Linked DNA regions of Mus musculus: regions 1, 2, 4 and 5 are each linked to region 3. The links are chromatin contacts, called in public HiCAR-type and promoter capture Hi-C maps. All regions are on one chromosome and are shown on one strand. The core of a region is the stretch at or near the end of the contact, and the rest is flanking DNA. Distances in the headings are between cores, read along the strand shown.

Region 1 (3,021 bases), core at 42-2,541, 2.8 Mb before region 3:
AGTGTGGTGCTATGTGATCATTCACAAAAGCCAAGCAGATCACTCACAAAAGACCTGAGGTATTGGCTAACTTACCTTATGCGTTCCATTGAGGCAAGAATAAAAAGCCCATTGCTTTAGCGTGGGCAAAAATAAAGTGAAAACTAAACTTTCCAAGTCATACTCTGGGCATCCTCAGGTGTTCTGGAAAACAGGAGCCCAACTTCAGTTACCATGTAAGTAGATAGGCAACTAAATCAAGACTGCTGCCACCTTTGGCACTATCCGCCTCCCTTCTTGGCAGACTCCGCGAGGCCAAGAGTTTTACTGGCCAGGGAAGAACGATTTATCCTCCCACATTTAGAAGCGATCCCTCTGCAACAGAAACGCTGTCCTGCTAAGGAGCTCTGAATTCTAACCTTGTCAAACCAATACTCTTCCTAGATACTCGACTCTCACACACACACAAGAAAGAAAAAGAAAAGGAAAAATATCTGATTCCTATGTGTCACTGACAAAAACAAACCCCATTATCCAATTCTTTTTGGAGGAAAAAAAAAAAACCTCGAAGTTGCTGTCTTGCCTCCAAAAACCCATCTCTTTTTACAAAACATGACTACTTGGAAAATTACAAGGAACTGACAAGCAGATGTTAAGAGGCTAAAGGCTAAAGCACGGGCAGATGTTAAGAGGCTAAAGGCTAAGCTGTCGATGGAGGCTGCCCAGCGTTAGGACAGATCCAGCAGGCCCGGGCGGACAGTAGCTCCCAGCCACCGGGGCCTATGATCCCAGGTCCCGGAGAGGCACGTAGGTTTGTCAAGCGCCAAGCCCCAGCACCGGGGTTCGTCACACAGACCCTGCCCAGGCAACAAGCGCCCAGCCCCGCTCCGCCCTCCCAGGAACGCAGCGGCTCCGGCCGCAGCCCTTCCCGGGACTGCACGCAGGAGAGCCTGGGAGGGTCAGAGACCCGCGCGTCCCGGGCACAGCTCCGGCGAGGACGCCGAGGGCTGAGGTCCCCACGCCTGCCTCTTTGTTCCGTCCCCCGCGGCGCAGGCCCCGGCTCGGCCGCCCCTGCCCTCACCTTGTAGACGTCGCCGTAGGTGCCGCTGCCGATGCGCTGGATCAGCTCGAAGTCCTCCTGCGGGTTCCGGCGGGACAGATCGAAGCCCGGGTTCATGGCGGGCCCCGGGTGCCCCCCACCTCCCTCCCGGCCCGGGGAGGGGGGGCGCTCACGGGGGCCGCACGGAGGGAGCGCCCGCGGCCGGCCCGGCTCCGCCGCCGGTCACAATCGCCCGGCTGCACGCCGCGGCCGCCGCCGACCACGACGAGCCGCCCGGCGTCCCCGCCCCCCGCCGCCGCGCCGAGCCGGGTCACACCCACCAGGAGAGGAGCGCGCCCGCAGCCCCTCGCTCGGGGTGCAGTTCCAACATGGCTTCCGCCCGCCGCTCCGCTCCGCCCGCCCGCACGCCCTCCCTCCGGTTCCCGGCCCCGCTCGCCACTGCGCAGCCGCCATCCCGGAGGCCGCGCGCTCCCGGCGGGCCCTGCGCGCCCCCGGCTCGCGCGCCCGGTCGGGACACGCCGGACGCGCCAGACTCCGGGTAACAAAGTTGGACTCGCTGCTTGTGGTCCCAGCCCCAGCCCCAGCAGGTAGTAGTTGCCACGCACAAGACGGTATTCCCCAACTTTCTAAGAGCAAGTACATCCGAGAGCCCCGACCCTTTCTTCTAGGTTTAGGGGAGGAGGTCCCCATCAGAAAGGTGAGAAAGACCCTCGGGGGACAGTGACACTTGGGCTCTTGGGGTTGGCTTGACAGGGGTGCAGAGAGAACAAGGGGCGGGGAGAAATCCGTGGAGGGAGTGGGCGGGAAGCAGTGCAGAACCAAAGCCGTGATTGACCTCTGTCCAGGGAGAAGGCTGGATTTTTCAAAGCCCGGGGCGGGGACTACGCAAGCTGTCTGACAACCCTGAGACGAGGGTGGTTGCAGAGGGTGTGGCCTGGACAGGGATCTATTCCCACACCTGAAATGTAAACACGTGACCATCCGGAAGCTACGTAGCCGCGACATTACCTGCCCAGAGCTCCACCCAGCATAAGATCCAGATAACCAGCATTACGTCCAGACTGCTAAAAGTTAGCTAAGAAAGGACTTAGGCAGTGGAAGGGTCAATGTTGAGTTCTTAGTAAACTTAACTACTACCCATTTCCAAAAGCTGTAGCGAGGTCCACTCTGGCGCTCTGTTGGATATTTTGCTTTAAAAATGCTTTTCTAATCTCTTTAGGGACCTAAAGACTAATGTGCCTTAATGTCCAATTCCTTCTCAGAAACTTGGTCTCATCAAACCTTAAAACCTTTCTATCATGTTACTTACAGTAAACTTACCTATTGACTAAATTCCCAAATTGTGTGCTCCAAACCATACGTGGAGTCATCCAAGCACTTTAGTTATCCCAAAGCATCAGATTGTGACAGGGTTGCAATTCTGCCCCAGGAGTGCACGTCACAGGATTAATTGAGGATAAACCTTAAGGCTGTGCTATCCTGAGCTCCTCGGGACGAGGCATGGTTTTCCCCGCTTCCTCCCGGTGGAAGGCACTTGCAGGGGCTGAGGAGCAGGCCTGCCTTCTGCCTGTGCTGTGGGCGGAGAACTGTTTGTCTTCTTTAGGCTAAACAGGCAGATAATTCTGGATTCAGATAAGGAAATGGAAGTCTCTCAAAGCAGGACCTGCTCTGCTTGCTTTCTCTGCCCTTTTGTGCTTTAAAAAAAAAAAAAAAAAAAAAAAGCCAAGTTTCCAGGACTGAAAGCCATTCGGCTTGCACCAGAAAGTTCTAATGGTTTCACTGTTTTGTTTGCTGGGATTATCATCTCTGCAGATAACCGAGTGTTTGCATCACTAATAGGCTTCTTTCAAAGGGAAAAGACATTTCAGTGGGGTTGGAACAGGCTTTCAAGTTTTGTTTGTTCCATTTTGGCAAGGCTTAACTACTTCTTCTCCTTTTTTTTTTTCCCCAGAGAGACAGATTTTCTTGTAAGGGCTCGATTT
Region 2 (3,139 bases), core at 55-2,554, 2.9 Mb before region 3:
GGGTCATTCTAGCCATGCCCAAGCAAGCCCCACGAGATCTTTTATTCCCTAGGCTGGGCTAAGGAGTTTCTGGCTCGCTATGCACCAGTAAACATACCAGCAGGGGTGGGTGGGTTAGGCAGACCTAAGCATTGGCTTGGTTATGTACGATAGACCATGTGGCATACAGCAACCTCATGAGCTGCCAGGATGGAAACATCAGATAGGCTGATAGTAAGAAAGTAAAGCCCCAAAGAGATCAGAAACCACTTAAGACTGACAGTTTACCCTTGTGCCTTATGAATGAAATGGGTAGACTAGCACCATGGCTAATGTATATATTCCTTCTGTTGTTTCTGATACAGTACATATCAATAAATATATATACCCACAGAAATATCAACTGCTGCTCAGTAGCCATGTTTTAAGAGCATAGTTGACTATGCTCTTATTCAAAATGCAGAAGGCAACTGGCTCAATGGTTAAAAGCGCTTGTTCCTAATTGAGAGCATAGGTTCAATTCCCAGCACCCATGTATCAGGTCACAACTGTCTATAATTCCAGCCCCAGGGGATCTATGACCTCTGAGGGCATTGGACACCTATGTGGTACACATACATACATACATACAGGCAAAACACTCAAGCATGTTAAATAATAAAATAAGATTTAAAAATTAAAAAAAGTGAGAGGAGCACTTCCAACTAGAAGTCACTACACTAACATGTTTTAAATTCTCCATGGAACCCAACACCTATCTGCGTCAATGAAACACCATATTCCATTTCCTTTATTAATGCAGGTACGTTGAACAAGTATGTGAAGACCAGAGGACAAACATGGGTGCAAGCCTTGGGGATAAGGTCAACGTCTTTTGAGACAGGGTCTCTCATTGACCTTGAGCTTCCAATTAGACTAGAAAGCCCCAGCGATTCTCCTGCCTCTGAATCCTTATCGCTGAAATTATAAGTTAGCTAACAGGCCTGGTATTTTTTGTCCGTCTCAAGGGCTGGAGTCATTGTGATTGCAAGCCAACTGCGTTATCCTGCCATTCCTGGAGTTCCAGATATATTCTGATTATCAATTCTTTGTTGGATCAATATCTAACAAAGATGTCTCTATCTGCAGGCTGATCTTCACTTATATTATAACTTACAGTCATTTAAATCACTTTAAATTATTCCAAGAACTCAATGTAAACTTTAAAATGTGAAGTCATTACCTTTTCTTTTGTAAGAATAAAAACATCCCAACGAGAAGGGCTGATTTGGCTTTGCTTTCCACAAAGGCCAGGTTGGCTGCCACTTTTAAGTGCTCACTGATGACACAATCAATAATTTATTCATGACGTTTGCTGAGGAAAAAGCTGACATTTGATTTGACTGTAGTTTTTAGAAGTCGTCTTTCTCCCTTTTGTAAGTTAATCATTGATTATCTCTCATCTTCAATGTCCCCTCTATTTGAGAAAGGACATCTACGGACAGTGGATGACAATCACGTCTGCCCAATGTTCAGGGTGAGCTTACGTAAATCTAAAGCTTAGATTCACTGAAGGCGTCGAGCTGCCTTGTAACCACCTACTCACCTGTCATATGCTGCAGCTCCATTGCAGTAATGCTTTTCCTGCCCTATCCAGTATGAAAACAATTCTCCACAGCAGAGAAATGAACTGGAGACCAGTTGTCTGCTGTCTTTCCAATTCACTGCCACTGTCTTCCACTTAAAAGACCACATTCTCTGTTTCATCTTACTTAAATACAGTGTTAATTTACTTTATGCAGTGACTTTCTAGTTTATACAGGCAAAGAAAAAATATGGACCATATATGCTGATACTACTTAAAGATGCTAAAAATGCTTAACATTTATAACACTCCATTTGGTTAAAATCCATTATTATAAAAATAAATAAAGCTTGAATAGTCAGAATGTCTTAGAAAAATGACTCCATCTGCTCGCAAATGTCTCCATTGTGATGATAACTCTCAGTGCAGCAGGTCACCGCTGAACCATCTGTTCAACAGGACTGGGGCTGAGCCAATGGGCCCATTTGACTCAGGTCAACAAATTATATGGGTCTTTGTGGCTAGGCATCTAAATTAAAATAAAAGTAACCACAAGATCAATGTTAAATGATCCAGTATTGATGTCCTGCCTCAATAAATGTTTAGAAGCCTTCTCTTATTTTGTAAAATTTCCTTACTCAAAAATAAATAAATAAATATAAAAAAAATAAAAGTAAATGTGTGCCACTATTTTAATCTCCAGGCTGATGTTTATAAGAATTTATAGGGAAACAATGTTCTAACAACTGTTACATTGATCTCAAAGTCTTATTCCTAAAACATATTTTTTCATCTTCCCACATCCCACAGATTTAACAACAATAAGCTTTGTGTGGTTTATACATTGTTCACAAACACAGGAAAACAAAAGTGTGGTCCTGCTGCTGGAAGAGCACACTCAGCTGCGTCCCCCTGGGAGAGGCCTCGGTCCAGCAATCCCTGCACCACTGCATCCACAAAGTGATTCAACTTCATCCTAAGTCACCAGTGTGCAACTACAAAGGTCAACGAGCACTAGATATTTTCATATGGGCTAATTCACTCAGGCAAATTTGAAATCCTGATTCATTTTTAAATAGATGCTCAAAAGCATAAGGGCAGGTGTCCCACCCAGCGTGCTCTCCCTAGGGACTAGAAAGCGATCCGTTTACTCTAGCATCCCTCAGTACAGCCTCGAGTTCTCCAAAGTCCCAATGCCCTTGCAATCTGAACACACAAGCAGAAAACCGATGAGACCCAAATGAAGTGGAAGGCGTGCCAAGGCATCAGTCTGACGCTCGGGGCCTGATCTCACTGATACCGTGCGGCTGTGTTCACACTGGGGACAGGCGAGGGAAGGATCTACACAAAGAACTCTATTGCCTTCTCCACTCTTCGGTATCTAGTAAGTTTCAAAATCAAAGGTACGCTTCAAAGGTAACTGTAGACTAACAGTGACAACTTTAGTCTTTTTCTGTCTAAAAAAATGTTAGAAGGACCTGGGAGTTAAATTATCCTTGGCTCTAATGGGGTTAAAGGATAAGTCTTTGGTGTTTTTTTTAAAGAGAAACACAAATATTCAGAAAATATGCATTAAACATGCAGCATGCTATTAGT
Region 3 (3,331 bases), core at 774-3,273:
ACTCAAGTTTAATCCCCTCTACCCACACAGTGGCTCACAACTGTCTGTAATTCCAGTTCCAGGAGATTTGGAACCTCCTTCTGCAGGCCTAAGCATGCATGAAGCGCACAGGCATGCATGCAAACAAAACACTCATATACATAAAAAATAAAATAAAATATAAAAAGCACATCTACAACCACCACAAAAGAAACTGTGACATTTTTGATGAAACAACTCATACGCTGTAACATGAAGGAACCTCAAAAGTGAAGTTTCTGTGGGGTTTACAGGGGTTCAAAAACAGGCAGAACTATTTATAACTGATAAATGTCAAAACAGGAAGGCAGACAGGGGTTTTAATGCGAGTTTGAGAGACCTTCCTGCAGGTGGTATAATTTATGGTCTGGGTACTAACAAAGGAGTGCGTCACATGGCATAAGTATGCCAAACCTTGCCTAAAGTAACATACCATCTCTATGCACTGAAAATACACTATAGATGATGATACAATGCAATCAGCCATTTACCTACATCGTCTGTCAAGAAATCAGTCAACATACTGGCAGTTCTTTCCTTACAACTCATTACACTGGGTTCCACTGACACCACACTTGCTCACCTCTAACACTGGACTGTTCTTTGAGTGAATTTTCCTCATTTCCTTCCACATTTCTGTAACAGAACGATGGTGTCTCTCTCTCTCTCTCTTTTTATGATCTCTCCAGCAGCAAAGAGCCTACTAGCAGCCATGTCTGTTAAGCACCACATTCATAAAACCTCAGCAGCTACCAGACACAACACAGCACTAGACACTGAACACCTAAACACTCTTGAGACTTTTCCTCCTCAACCTCCCATACGACCCTTCTTGGCCTCCTCTCTCCTGAAAGCACATCTACTCTTGTAATGAAATCATACTTAAACACTGTCCCTTAAGATGGAGTGTCCCATAGGGGTAGAAAAGAGGCAGTAATGACAATCTCTTTTACAGCCCATACAGGTCACTTACTATTCAAGGTTTTTCAGCTTCGTGTCCCACCAAGGCTTCTCGAACTATGCTGAGCAGTGATTCAGTTCAGGAGAATATATAGCATTTATCCAGCACCAACCATCTGCCAGAAAATCTGCTCACTCGACACATCACATTTAACCCAAGTTAATGCTGCCCCGAATTAGAAGGGGCAGTCAAGGTCACTAGATTAAGGCTGCTAAATTCAGTACTAACCCAGTATTAAGTGGAACTCTAAAATACCACATTTTCACAACACTGAGATTGGAGATGGGAACGCCATTGATAGGATCTAACTGGAACCTGGATAATGTCAGATTGCCCAGTAGTCAACGGTCACCGTCTGCCACTTTAAAACTAGCAAAAGCATAAACCTCGTTGGGTGTCACTTCCGATGCTTTCCCCAGTATGTATGTATGTATGTATGTATACACATATATATATTCCCATGCCTTATGAGCGAGCTTCTCAAATCCGCCCTCCCAGTCTTCCATTTGGTAGCTGGGTAAAGCTGCTTTCTGGGCTGTGACAGGGCCAGTAACAAGAGGAAGTCACAAAGGCCACCTCAACCAGAGAGAGCAGAAACCCAAACACAGTTATGTCACCTTCTGCAATCCTTCACAGATTCTACGGGAAATCCACCTTAAACAAGCAACCACCCCAGGGGTCACCTTGACCCCCGCAAGGTATCAGACCTGAGTTCAGTGCCATGCAAACCTCGCCTAGGGTGCAGCACACACCCAGAAACCTCGGCGACCGCTCCAAGCCTGCGTGGTTAAGGACACCAGGGGACACCAGCAAGCCGGACCGGTCGGCCGGCAGAAACCCTTCACGGCTCGAACCTCGCAACTGCCTGCCTCGGGCTGCTGTTCTCCGGCCCAAGGCGACGCGGCAAAAGTGTACCTGCGGGGTGTAGGCTTCCGAAGCCCAAGCTCCAGCCAACTTCTGCGTGAAACTGCTAAACTTGTAGTACATGTTGGCGGAGGCCCGCTTCGCACCGCCGCTGCCTGTGCGACCGCCCTAGAAAAGGACCCGGCTTCCCCTTAGGCCCGCCCAAAGCTCAGCGCAAGGACCTTAATCCAAAATGCGGACTGTCTAGAGAACGCCTGACTTAAAACATAGCCTCCTACGCAACGTCGGGGGGAAAAAACCGCGCTTTCTCAAGACCTAGAAACGAAAACAAACTCTAAAAGACATGGAAAGAGGCTGTGTTCAGGCTTCCCGAAAACTCAGGCTTCTCTGTACCACTCACTTGGATGTGGGCAGTGCCAAGGCGCCTTGACAGGTGCGCAAGCGTCCTGTGGACAAAGAGGGCGGCTGAGAGCGACACAGTCGGTCAGAGCGAGTTCTGGGCGGGGCCTAGAGCGGGGGCGGGCCCAGGACGTGGGTGGGGTCTCGTCAGGCCCAGGTCCCGCCCCATTTCAGGGTTATTAGTATCTGTTGAGGGGTCTTAATGTACCAAGGGTTGTTAGGAATTTCACCTCAGTTATGACAAGAACAGCTCTTTGGAGCCGTGAGTGCATCGCCTGTAAGCAAAATCCTGTCTCAATGCCGGGAAAAGTGACAGGAAAGGAAAGAGAGTGGGAGAGAAGGAGATAGGAGAGAGAAGAGGAAAGGGGAGAAAAGAGAAGAGAGATCAAGGAGGGAGATGGTGAGAGGAAGAAAGGAAAGAAGGGGTAGAGGGGAAGAGGAAAAAGAGGTGAGGGAGAGAGAGGAAAGAGGGAAGAAAAGAGGGAAGGAGGAGAGAAAAGAAAGAGGAAGGGGAGAGAGGGAAGAAAGGAAAGAGAGGGAAGGGAGAAAAGAGGGAAGAAGAGGGAAGGAAAGAGGGGAGAAGGAAAGAGAGAGAGGGGAGAAGAAGAGGGAAGAATCTATAGGCTTTGTGTAGACGTAAACTTAAAGCACCTGTGTGTGCATCTTGCGCTTTTGAGAGTGAGATTTTGTCAGCATTCATTTGGTTGCTCATCTCTTCCTAGGCCCTGTTCTTTGAGATAAACGTATGCAGGGGAGGTGACTGGGAACACTTGTGAAATCTCTACCTTCTGCTTGAATGATGCGCAGTTACAGCTTCCTGGTTATGGTTATACTCTGCCGCACCATGCAGTGTGACTTAAGCTTCCACTCTGAGTCGAATACTGCATAAACAGAGTGTGCCGGCTTCCTAACCTCCAGGAACAAGTTTTTAGTCCTATCATTTAACCAGAGGTTTTTGCACACACATTATAGATTTATGCATACTATATTTTAAATGTAAGTTGGTAATGAATAGCTGATGATGCCAAGCTTAACATAGTATTTTCTCTAAATGCATTGAACCCCCACAACCCGAGAATTGGTACTATG
Region 4 (3,005 bases), core at 280-2,779, 2.9 Mb before region 3:
CTGGGCTGTCTGGCCCTTCAGGGTCATATTTCAGACTTCTCCATTTCTCACAGTCCAACTCAAATGTCCAATCCCCAAAGGCAGGCTCTTCTCTCCACAGCTGACTCTAACGGTGCCCACCCCAGCCCCACCTCCCTCACACCACCATTCATCACGCCAGGCTTGCATTGCCTTATTATACTTTCATTTTCTAATTTTCTTTTTAAAAGCAAAACCTGCAAGAATATGTTGATTATTATTACCACTGTGTTTGGGCAAGATTAAATGAATATAGCTGTGGGTTGAAAATATTTGCCATAGTTATCAGTCACCTTTAGCTTCAAGTGGTGTACCTTCTTAACTTCAGAATTTATAAGTATTTGACCCTGAGTTAATAGAGTTCTATCTACAAAGGCCAAGGACAAAAGCAGGCTGGGGGTCACCAGTGATTTTAAGACCCACAGACAGGGGCTGAGTTTAAGTGTAATAGCGGGATTTTAAAATTCCTTAGGGGTGGGTGGATATGGGGGACTTTTGGTATAGCATTGGAAATGTAAATGAGTTAAATACCTAATAAAAAATGGAAAAAAAAAATTCCTTAGAAAGTTGCTACGGAATTTCCTCACTATTAATGATTTACAAAATAAAGTACACAGGAGAAAAGAACACTCGGTTAGTTTTCAAGACTGTTTCACAAACTAAGTCCTGGGGGCTGAAGAAGTACAAGGAATACAAAGGCAAACAAAATCAAGACAGAGGGCGAGGAAGGGTGGACAAAGAACTCCCCTAACCTAAGAGGTCCCAGGAAACCAAAAACCAACCACCACCAATCCCTGGCTTTAGAAATGTGGAGGGGCAGAGACAGTTTCAGAGCCGGGAAGCTCACTGAGGATGCCACCCACAGTTTGTAGTTAACTGTTTCCAATAAAACCAAACATGCATTATGTTTAATAAACTTGATCGGAAAATGGATTCTACGGATCATTCAGACTTGTCTTTGCGAGTTACAATTTAAAAGCACACACCTGTGCACGAAGGTGTTCCCGTCAACGAAATCGATCTCGTTAGATTCTCACAAACTAAGCCCACCACGTCATTTACACAATCTATACAACTCATTTTCTTTATGTCCCCACGCTTCAGGCGTGTGACAAAAAGACCTGGAAGTTTGGCAAAAACTCACTTCATTTCCAAGCCTCTGAGCCTTCACTTTCCCCTGCGTCCAGGCCACAAGAGGTGTCTAGATGCACAGGTGCGTCCCTGTCCCTCTCTGGCACCCCCACGGCCCACGAGACCACGGGTGGCCCGTTCTTCCGCGGGTGCGCCCCCTCACCCCCGCCCTCCCGAGCCCCGCAGACCCTGCTCTCCGCCTTCCCCCGCCAGGGAACCTGCACTTACACGGCACAGCCTCCGGCGACGGTGACACAATGGTGTTCAGCTTCGGGGAGCCCCAGCCCGCGCAGTCTGCTGCCACCACAGAACTCCCGAGAGACCGAGCCTCTGCGGTGTCTCCAGGGCAACCAGGACGCGCAGGCTGCGCAGCTTCCACACAACTTGCTCGCTCTCTCTATTCGATTCGTTCCCTGGCAGGGTTACCTTCCATCCATCACCCATAGCTCTTACCTTATTCCTTGAGCTGTTTAGAGTCAGCCGTGGCTCATTAACGCCATTTTTGTAACTCAGCGAGACGCTGCTCCAGAGACCCTGGGCAGATTCAGAGTAGGGCGGGGGTGGGGGGGGTTGTCACCCAGTGGGGAAGAAAGCAAGGCAGATATCATTGAATGTGGCATCGAGACAAACATGTTAACAAACATGTTAATTTCAGTCGTTACCCACAGAATAAACTGAACTCCAAGGCGCGCGCATGCGCGCGCACGCACACACACGCGCGCACACACACACACACGTACCATATGCTATGTATGTATGTATGTATGTATGTATGTATGTATGTATTGTCTGATCTTCCCTTCTTAGTAGGTGTCTCCTTTCCTCCTGTACCTCACCTCCTCATTTCCTCAGGAATATGCTCAAGGATCACATTTTAAACGGAATGAAATCTGGAAGCACATTTACCTCACTCATTCAAGACCAGAATTCACATTTACCCATTTTTATATAATTTCTGCCTGTATGCTAGAAAACATTTCTCATCAGGTGCACCAGTAGTCCACTTTATGTACATACAAACATGTTGGCCTAATTCCATCTTTACTGGACTCTGTGTGTGTGTGTGTGTGTGTGGTGCGTGCTTCTCACCTTGAGACAGGGTCTTTGTCCTCTTTTGTGTATGACAGGGGGGCTGGCCTGTGACTTTTGGAAAGATTCTCCTGTCTCTCCATCTTGCCCCAAGAGCATTGGTGTTACAGATGGAGTCCATCCAGCTCACAGGGATTCTAGGGACTTAAACTCAAGTCTTTCCACTTGCATGGAGATCTCTATCCACTGTCTCCCCAGTCTGACAAGGTCTCTATGCAGTCCTGGTGGTTGTCCTTGAACTTGCTATGTACAAAAGGCTGGCCTCAAACTCAGGGATTTGCTAGCCTTTGCTTCCCAAGTGCTGGGATTAAAGATCACAAGGACTGGCTCCTCTCCACCTTTTGTGAGATAGGATCTCATGTTGCCTAGGCTGACCTGGGACTTGCTACGTAGCCAAGACTCTGAACTTGAGTCTCCTGTCTCCACAGTTGTGAATGCTCCCCATTCGCTCCCCATTTCTCCAAGCTACTCATCTACACAGAGACTCTTCACCGGCCCACTTTGGTTCTGTGCCAGGTCCTTGTCCACACACTCAAAGCTCTACTGCATTTAACATCACCGTTCCTTGAACATGCGGCATTTTTGCATTTCAACTATAGCATCACCCGTCAGCCCATCCCTGCATATCAAGTTCCTTTTCTTCTACCAAGGATGTCTACAGCTGTCTATATGTAAGTTTCTCTTTCCCCAAAGCATATCCAAGATACCGTTTGTTCTCTCTATACATATTACGTGTGCTGTGCATATATATGTGTATGTATATATAT
Region 5 (2,935 bases), core at 187-2,686, 2.6 Mb before region 3:
TATACCAACGGACGTGGGGCACTAATTAATAAGTCCCATTAAAGCACGGAGTAATGACATTTAGCATCTAATGAATGCCTCATAATCTCTTCAGTCATTAATATTTCATAGTGTCAGAGCATAAGGATAGCCGTCCTGGACTGGTACAGCATGGTTTTCTGCCTCTGACATGGCCCCAAGGGTGTAGGTGGGACCAGGGTATGGCACCTTGCCATGCAGAATATACATGCGCATCATTCACTCTGTACTTTGGTCCCAAGGATTCCTCTTTTAGAAAGATCCTGCCTGCCATTTTTAGAGTGAACATCTGTGACTCCAGAAAAGCCCTGGAAAAGCAGAAAGCCTCAGATGTTGACCGGTGTAGAGCACTGGTTTGTTGTTGACCCTCGATGACCACCAGGAAAAAAAAAAACTAGTACAGGAGAAAATCATTACTTTGATTTATCACTGGTGGGCTTGCTTTATTCAAAGGCAATAATCACTTGGCAGAGCAGGTGCCACTGCAAGGCCGTATTGATCCAGGAGACGGTCAGTCACTCAGGCGTAGAGATAGCCCAAGAAAAAGAAGTCCATCTCAGAACAGGCAGGAATGAAGTGGGCGGCTATTATCTCTGACTGTGGTTCTGTGGCTCCAGGGACACTGGGCATCTTCTTGCAGAAGCAGGGCTGGAGCAGAGAGAAGGGTTCCAGGCTGCCAGGAGCCCGAGAGAGGGAAGCAGGGCTATTGAGCTAGCTGCCAAGGTCTCTGAGATTGGATCCTTCGGAAGTCTAGAAAAGAGGCTGGCTGCTCTAGATCAAGAGTCTAAAGAGTCAAAACCACACGCGTTCAAGGATGGGATTTGCTCCTGGGAGCAAAACAGAGACAGTGATCAAAATCAACTTGGACAAGAGACAAAGATCCAGCCTGATGTTGGTGGATGTCTTGTAAGGTCGTGGGAGGGACAGAGGATCGGAGGTGGTGTGTGCAGGGGTAGGTGCAGAGAGGGTTGGAATCCAAGGCAGGTATATAAAGGCAGAAGGAGCCAGGGACACAAAGGCCCTCCCGAGTGGGGAAAGAGCGTCTGGAAGAGTTGAAGAAAAGTAAAGGGAAAGTAGGGACGGGGTTAAGAGGAGAAAGGAGGATAGAGAGCAAAGGGAGGATGGAGAGCAGAGGTGAAGGCAGGGAGAGGGGGCTGGAGAGAGGGGGCTGACCGCGGGAGCTGGAAGCAGGGAGAGGGACGAGGGGCGTGATCGGCCGGGGTAGCGGGTGGGTGGGTTGTGGAGTGCGGGGAGCCGGCTTAGGGGGAGGGCCGCGGGAAAGTGAGAGCGCGGGAGGGCGCGGGGCCGGGCGGGAGGAGGCTCCCGCGGGGGAGAGAGGCGGGCGGGCGGCCGTGGGAGGGAGAGTGCGGGGCAGGTGGCAGGGAGGGAGGGCGCTCGGCGGAGCGCCGAGGCCAAGTGCATTGTGTCTGGCGGCGGCGGCGAGCCCACCGGCGGCGGCTGCTGGCCGGGAAGCCATGGAGCCACGGGCGCTCGTCACGGCGCTAAGCCTCGGCCTCAGCCTTTGCTCCCTGGGGCTGCTCGTCACGGCCATCTTCACCGACCACTGGTACGAGACCGACCCCCGGCGCCACAAGGAGAGCTGCGAGCGCAGCCGCGCGGGCGCCGACCCCCCGGATCAGAAGAACCGCCTGATGCCGCTGTCGCACCTGCCGCTGCGGGACTCGCCTCCCCTGGGGCGCCGGCTGCTCCCCGGCGGCCCCGGGCGCTCAGACCCTGAGTCCTGGCGCTCGCTTCTGGGGCTTGGCGGGTTGGACGCTGAGTGTGGCCGGCCACTGTTCGCCACCTACTCGGGCCTCTGGAGGAAGTGCTACTTTCTGGGCATCGACCGGGACATCGACACCCTCATCCTGAAAGGTGAGCGGCGGGCGCGCCCCGCGTCTCTACGTCCGCGCGCGGAGCTCAGCCCGGGCATCCCAGGGGCGCGCGGGTCCCCGCGGTCGCCTCTCCAGTCGCTGCGCTCCGTTGCCCCGCGCATTTTTCACCCTTCCAGATTGCTTCCCTGCTTTCCTTCCCCAGCTACTCTTCTTTCTCCCTTTCCTTGCTCCTTCATCCTACCCTTCTTTTACCATTTTCCTGGACTCCGTTTTACCCCTCACACTGTCTCTTTATCTTCCCTAAGACTCTCTCCTCTGGTCCTTCTCTGTCTGTGCCTGGCTGACTCGGGGTGTAGATATGGATTTTCTTGACAGTGTTCCCAGGGAGGGTGACAGCCACAAAGACTGATCTTTCTCAACTGGGTTCCTTTCCTCAACTTGCATTTTCCTTTGAGACGTGCCCTTTGGAAGAGACAAGGTGTAAACCTCAGAACAAGGAAAGAGGGCTTTCTCATGGATTGAGCTCGCTGGTATACCATTAAATCGAGGTGGCATTCCAGCCTGGAATGGGGAGCGAAGGTCTGTCCTCCAAACACTCCAAGTTCAGGATCTGTTTGAATTGGACTTCGTATTCCCTAATTCACTAGTAAAGGCAGCTAAAGGGATCTAAGACACCGGCTTTACTCATTATTCAACCTTCCAGATGACCACCCTCCTCAGGGTCTAGGAAGCAGCTGAGGAGAGCCAAGGGCCAAGTCCTTGAAAGTAGACTTGCGCTCAGAGATTCTACCTGCCACGCTCTTATGGTTGTGACACTTTGTAGGTTGTCTTTATTGTTTTGTTATTGGGCTTTGCGTTGGTACAGCATCATTTTGCTCTTCTGGAATCTATGCAACACCTATCTTATGTATGGAATCAGGTAGTTTGAATATTTTCTTTGTAATCCTCTCTTGTGGTGATTCCTTTAACTTCTAAAGATCAAACCTTAGTAGAATTTTTTGTCCCCTGAGAGAAAAACAAATAAATAAACTTCTTTTCCTTGGACTCACTGTTCCCAAAAGGAAGTACGAGGTCAGTCCATT

The links. Promoter capture Hi-C pulls out the DNA fragments that hold promoters and counts their contacts. HiCAR-type assays count read pairs that join an accessible place to other places.
Region 1: a contact with region 3 is called in a HiCAR-type map of astrocytes, with 7 times the contacts expected there. The contact joins the promoter of Map4k3 here to the promoter of Cox7a2l in region 3. A contact is called at or near these places in 5 of 39 promoter capture datasets (embryonic stem cells, hippocampal neurons, liver and 1 more), 3 of 115 datasets of contacts at active chromatin or transcription factors (astrocytes and embryonic stem cells) and 1 of 9 other capture datasets (adipose tissue).
Region 2: a promoter capture Hi-C map of liver shows a contact between it and region 3, with 3 times the contacts expected there. The contact joins the enhancer-like site here to the promoter of Cox7a2l in region 3. A contact is called at or near these places in 4 of 39 promoter capture datasets (embryonic stem cells, hippocampal neurons and liver) and 2 of 115 datasets of contacts at active chromatin or transcription factors (both in embryonic stem cells).
Region 4: a promoter capture Hi-C map of embryonic stem cells shows a contact between it and region 3, with 5 times the contacts expected there. The contact joins the promoter of Cdkl4 here to the promoter of Cox7a2l in region 3. A contact is called at or near these places in 4 of 39 promoter capture datasets (cranial neural crest, embryonic stem cells, hippocampal neurons and 1 more).
Region 5: a promoter capture Hi-C map of hippocampal neurons shows a contact between it and region 3, with 7 times the contacts expected there. The contact joins the promoter of Tmem178 here to the promoter of Cox7a2l in region 3. A contact is called at or near these places in 1 of 39 promoter capture datasets (hippocampal neurons) and 1 of 115 datasets of contacts at active chromatin or transcription factors (embryonic forebrain).

What each region holds. Positions count from the first base shown.
Region 1 is chr17:80,726,734-80,729,754 of GRCm38.p6, forward strand. Map4k3 (mitogen-activated protein kinase kinase kinase kinase 3) reads right to left here and starts at 1,292. Exons shown (of 34, transcript NM_001290345.1): 1 at 1,061-1,292. The coding sequence starts at 1,156. It also overlaps the pseudogene Gm9959.
Region 2 is chr17:80,658,442-80,661,580 of GRCm38.p6, forward strand. All of the region lies in intron 3 of Map4k3 (mitogen-activated protein kinase kinase kinase kinase 3), which reads right to left. Among named protein-coding and RNA genes, the nearest start is that of Map4k3, 68 kb to the right of the region's middle. Within about 2 kb of position 1,305, at least 7 of the 459 cell types and tissues checked have an H3K27ac peak or open chromatin away from gene starts, as enhancers often do. A contact at or near this core is called in liver, where this site is marked.
Region 3 is chr17:83,512,310-83,515,640 of GRCm38.p6, forward strand. It overlaps Cox7a2l (cytochrome c oxidase subunit 7A2 like), which reads right to left and starts at 2,024. Exons shown (of 3, transcript NM_009187.3): 1 at 1,895-2,024. The coding sequence starts at 1,966.
Region 4 is chr17:80,575,955-80,578,959 of GRCm38.p6, forward strand. It overlaps Cdkl4 (cyclin-dependent kinase-like 4), which reads right to left and starts at 1,530. Exons shown (of 10, transcript NM_001360143.1): 1 at 1,378-1,530.
Region 5 is chr17:80,943,196-80,946,130 of GRCm38.p6, forward strand. Tmem178 (transmembrane protein 178) reads left to right here and starts at 1,437. Exons shown (of 4, transcript NM_026516.2): 1 at 1,437-1,893. The coding sequence starts at 1,494.